Linked DNA regions of Rattus norvegicus: region 1 is linked to region 2. A link is a contact called in public Hi-C data. All regions are on one chromosome and are shown on one strand. The core of a region is the stretch at or near the end of the contact, and the rest is flanking DNA. Distances in the headings are between cores, read along the strand shown. Region 1 holds the start of Msi2 (musashi RNA-binding protein 2). Region 2 holds the start of Ccdc182 (coiled-coil domain containing 182).

Region 1 (2,700 bases), core at 166-2,665, 420 kb before region 2:
ATTGGGCATCAATGCACGCCTAACATTAATCCGGGTATTTGATGAACCACAACTTTATGTTGCCCCTCATGCCATATTAATTTGGTTTATTGTAATAATTTAAAACAATAAGGGTAATTGTATCCGTACTGTTTTAAATACTCCATAAATTGAATACAGCCTGAATCTGGCCATCCTAGAATATGAAGTGTGTGATTCCTCTGGAAGCTACAGACACCAATCTTTTGAAGTTTACACTTCCAGGGGCGGAAGGGAGCTTTTACTAAGTATCTATTGTGTACCAGAATCTGTGAGGTATCTAGTGGTTCCAAAACTGGGGGTAAGGTGCTTTGTTATCTCAAAGACAGGTCTTGGGAGGGCCATTTCACTCTTGGTACTTTTACTCTCTACAGAGGAAGCCCTAGTAACTTAAAACATAAATAAATAAATTAGATAACGGATGAATATGGGGGGGGGGTTCTGAAATAACCACCTAGACTAGCCACCCTTGGGATGGTCCCAAACTGCTACTCATTCTCCATGAACCTTTGCTTTGAACCCCAATCATTTGACCTTGACCCCTAAAAGCCCACTTTATTATGTTTTCAAATTGCGCTCTGAGTAATGCTCAAACCCTGTCTGGGTGCTTCCTCGCCCCCTTCTATCTATCGCGTCAGTTTCTCAAAGTTCCGAAATAACCTTCGCGGGCACGGCTCCGTACCTCTGCCGAGGAAGGGCGGGGAGCCGTGCAGGACGTGCCGGTGTGGAGCGGGAGCCAGAGAACTTGACGCGCGAAGGGAAAATAAAACTTGTGGCTGGTGTTTGTGCAGGAGGGTCTCTTCCATCCGCGAGCCCCCAGATCCCGAGGGTCTCGAGGACTGCCCTGGGAGCGCAGGGTGTGGGTGTGCTCCCGGCGTCCTTGACCTAAATTTCCGCGCTGTGGCTGGAAACCGGGGCATAGAGGCAGGGCGGGTGGCGGGTGCCACCTCCGAACCGGGCGCAGGGGCCCGCGAACTTGAATGGGTAGTGCGAACTAAGGGGGTCCGGGGGCACTGCCGCCTCCCGGCCCCGCGAACCGCCCGGGCCGAGCTCCCCGCGCCTTCCCCTCCCCCACACCCAGCCCATGTGATCTGAGCTGACTCGGGGTGCGCTTCCCGGCTCCTCGCCCGGCTGGCGTGGGCCCCCCTCGAGTCGCGGGGCTCGCGCGCCGCCCCTGGTGGGTCCCGCTGCCGCGGGGGGCCGAGTGTGTGCGCGCGCGGACAGGCGGGGGACCGAACGGGGTGCGTGACGTCACCGCATTGGTTACACGACGTTCTAGAACTCCGCCCCACGTGCGCGGGGAGGAGGGGGAGGAGGAGGAGGAGATGGGGGTGGGGAGGAGGAGGGGGAGAGGTGGGGATGGGCCGGGGGGGCGGGGACGGGGGGTGTGCGAGGCGGCGGGGCTGAGCTGAGCCGAGCCCACGTGTGACGGGCTCTCGCCGCTGGCCCGGCTCGGCGCTCGCGGAGCTTCGCAGCCGCCGGGCGGGGGGAGGAGGCGGGGGAGGAGGGACGGAGATCTGGGGCTCGGAGCCGGCCGCCGCTGCGCTCCGCTTCGCTGTGGGGCTCGGTGTGTCGGGGGTGGGGGGGCGGGGGGGCTCCGCTATGGAGGCAAATGGGAGCCCAGGCACCTCGGGCAGCGCCAACGACTCCCAGCACGACCCCGGGTAAGTTTCCAGCCGCTGCCCACCGCGCCGCCGCGGGCTCGCTCGGAGCTGTGCGGGCGACGGTGCGGAGCGGGGCATCCGCGCGCCCCCCGCGCCCCCGCGCGCACCCCTGGGGCACTCGCGCACCTTGGGGTGGCGTGGGGCCGCCACCTTCTCCCCCAGCCCACCTCCAGGCTCGCGCTCGCCCGCTCCCCCCCAGCTTTCCTTTTAGCTTTTGTAAGTTACACGTCAAAATGGCCGATCTGACATCGGTGCTCACTTCGGTTATGTTTTCTCCCTCTAGTAAAATGTTTATCGGTGGACTGAGCTGGCAGACCTCACCAGGTAAGGGAGGGAGGGGGGGACGCCTGGGTCCCCCCCTTCTTGGCTTCTTTATTGCTCTTTGTTATCCCAGTGTAAGAGCCCCCCCTCCCCGCCATTGGCTCCCCACTTCTCCTGTGCAAGGTTATTTTTTTAAATAGCAAATCCTTTCCGAGCCCTCTACGCGACCTCTGTTGCTGAATTTCCCCCGCGTGTGCAAAAATATTGCAAAAACAAAACAGAATAACAACAGAAAACTACTTTTGCTTTTTGTCCTTGATCAGAAAATTGCATTGCTTTCCCCCCCCCTCCACACCTTCTCCCACCCCCCCATCTCTCTCTTTCTCTCTCTACAGATAGCCTTAGAGACTATTTTAGCAAATTTGGAGAAATTAGAGAATGTATGGTCATGAGAGATCCCACAACGAAACGCTCCAGGTAACGCATTCCCTTCTTGATTTTGCCTTTATTTTAGAACAAAGTTTTAGTTTTATTTTTGGAGGTGTCTTCGGAAGTAGCTAAGCGGATTTAGAATGGGGCTCAGGCGCGTGGCTGGGCTGGAACGTCGCTCCCCCCTCCCATAACCCCAAAGGTTATTGTTAATTAGGGCCGAACTCTGGTTTCAGAGACGCCCATCTCTCCCGCTTGAAGTAATTTTCCTGTCGCTTCTTGTTCTCTTGTTTAAAATGACATTCAGTTCATCCACTTTTCACATAGT
Region 2 (2,700 bases), core at 109-2,608:
GAGAGCGCACAGAGGTGAATGCCCTGGCTTTGCCCGTTAGTTTACCGTTTGAAACAGCGCTGTCCTGCCCTCAGGAGGGGCCTGTGGGGGCAGATGGTAGAGGGAGGGATACACTGTTTGATAAATGACCAGACACCCTAACAACTACTGTTCACTGAGTCAAATGAAGGTGTCAGTTTCACTGTTTTATTGTGCGAACTTATGGGTGTCACCTCCTGTGCCCTGGAATACAGCGAGTTCTATCATCAGAAACCTAACAGGAACAGCCCATCTTCAGGCTAAATGGAGAGGAAGCAAAGTTGAACCAAAGCAGTAAGGAGAAGAGAGAAACAATAGTCCAACCTTGTGAGAAGACTGAGATGGCTCGGTCAGGAATTACACAAATCCAGCCGACTGAGTCCATTTTTAGGATATGGGCAAACCCTCTCACTAAGCCTCCAGCCTGTCTCAGTGTAGAAAACACATGGACAGGTCTCAGTAAGCAGGTCTCAGTAATTGTCAAGTGATAACGCACGAAAGCCTGGAGTCATTAAAAGAAAGGTAAATCTGTTCAACACAACCGGTTTAAGAATGTACAAGAAAAAATGCTACTGCATCCAAGCAACCGAACCATTACAAACCGGGAACAGTTCGAGGTGACCGTTACAGGTCTGACTTAGTGTCTAGGGACTCCTTCCTTGCCGAGGCTGGATAAACGGAACTTCACCCGAAAACCGTATTGAGGTCTTTTTTGCCTCTCTGCATGGTGTTATTTTGGTAGCAGGAAAGCAATAAAAATGGGGAAAGGGGAATAAATGGGGACTTAACGTTTGTCCTTCCATTAAAAAACAATCTTGCCCGCCAGCTCAGATGCACACGAGGGCCGTTCAGTCAGCCTGGCTCTTTTTGATGACTCGCTGCGGGTCGTGGCTCCTGACCAGCATCTTCTCCAGCCGCTGGCAGTGTTCACGAAGCTGCTTCTCCCGGGGCAGGAGGAAGGTGAGGACCTTGTTGCGAACTATGCCGCGGTCCTCCTCCTCCCTCAGCCGCTGCTTCACTCGCGCTGCCTGTTCCTCCTGCTGTGCCAGAACCCCACTCATCTGGCAGAAGGCGTCCTCCAAGTATCGGATGGCCTTCAGCGCCTCCTTCTTGAAGTCCTCCAGCTCCGCTTGCACCGCGGTCACTTTCTGCTGCAGGATCTCCAAGTCGGCCGGCAGAGGGAGATAGGAGGGCCATGATTGAGACAGGGAAAGGTCCCCAGACTGGAGCCCACTCTCTACCATCTTCTTGCCCTGTAAGGTATTCACCTTCATAAGAATGGACCCTGCCTGAAAGAGGGCTTCCATTATCTCCTTCTGCAGAGAGGAAGCCAAGAAACTGAGTCCGAGAGATGTTTGGGGGACTAGAGGCACTATCATTTGAAGTGGATAGACCCCGACTCATTATGACATCAAGACCCTTCAGCCAATCAGAAGGAAAGCCCCAGTTCACTATTTTGCATATTGTAGCGTTTTGGGTTGGTAACCTACAGTTTTACGTGCGCTTCCCCAAGTCTCCTGAAATGAAGCTTCTCAATAATTCGTCACCCTGTCGGAAGAACTAGAGTTCAAGCATCCCTTTAACCCCAAGAGGAAGCCAAATCCGAGGGAGTGGAGAAAACTGGCCAAGTCAAGGCAAGCCAGGTCGGGTTCACTGGCTGCCAAGAGTGAGCAGCTCCCACCCAATAAGGCACATGGATGATTTTATGGCCTGGTGTCGGCTTCTTTCAGCCTCACCAATAGAACAAAGGCATTCTAAGAAGTAACGGCTGGTTTTCTTAAGCTGTAAGATGCTAAAGGAGTAATCGATCCCAAATCCATATTCCTGCAGTGGCTAGACGATGTCAGATTGCATAGATGATCTACTTGTTGTGATAAACATGTTTGCTCTTGAAGGGTGGTCCACAGACTTGTCTGTAGGACAAAAATGAGCCATTCGGGGTTGGGGATTTAGCTCAGTGGTAAAGCGCTTGCCTAGCAAGCACAAGGCCCTGGGTTCAGTCCCCAGCTCCGAAAAAAAGAAAAAAGAAAAAAGAAAAATGAGCCATTCATATTTATTCAGTTAAAGCTTCCTGAGTGCTCGCTGGGTTCTGGAACTAGGGAATGAGCCTAAGTACTATTTCCCAACATTCCTGGAGGGTGGCAAGTAAGAGGAGCGTGTATACAGGTAAACCTTGTGGGTTTGCCTGGTTACTCTAACAGAGGCAAATGTTTGTAGCCACAAGCGGCTTGGTGGAGAACAAGATGGCCTTTGCATATTGCAGTCTCTTGCCCAGACCTCCTACTAGGATTCCAAACATAAACATCTCCCCAACAATCAGCCTGGAAGCCAATCCATCTAGAGCTAGATAAATTACCTCTTCACTCAAACTGGTTTCTACACTGCCATCCTACCAATGACTCTACCTGAGACAGCAGCCACAGTAGCATCTAGTGCCAAGGTTTAAATGTCTGTCCCTTTCCCAAGGCATTTTGAAACTCTGTCATCCTATCAGTATTGAGAAGTGAGGGCCTTTCTGAGGCAGAGTCTATCAGATGGGTGGTACCATTTCTAGAATGGGTTCATTATCATAATAATCTCTGCTTGACCCCTTTTCTGTTTCTCTTGCCACCTTCCCCTTCCTGCAATGGGTACTTTCCATATAGGAAGACATAGCATGAGTCTCCTCGCCAGACCCCAGCT

The links. Hi-C and Micro-C count contacts between places; a contact is called where the count stands out from the background.
Region 1: a contact with region 2 is called in a Hi-C map of hepatocytes, with 2.0 times the contacts expected there. The contact joins the promoter of Msi2 here to the promoter of Ccdc182 in region 2. A contact is called at or near these places in 7 of 12 Hi-C or Micro-C datasets (the A7r5 cell line, the Rat2 cell line, Schwann cells and 4 more).

The regions. Positions count from the first base shown.
Region 1 is chr10:74,006,212-74,008,911 of GRCr8, reverse strand. It overlaps Msi2 (musashi RNA-binding protein 2), which reads left to right and starts at 1,415. Exons shown (of 12, transcript XM_039087672.2): 1 at 1,415-1,682; 2 at 1,966-2,006; 3 at 2,339-2,420. The coding sequence starts at 1,621.
Region 2 is chr10:73,586,074-73,588,773 of GRCr8, reverse strand. It overlaps Ccdc182 (coiled-coil domain containing 182), which reads right to left and starts at 1,358. Exons shown (of 1, transcript NM_001277485.1): 1 at 546-1,358. The coding sequence starts at 1,325. The coding sequence ends at 867.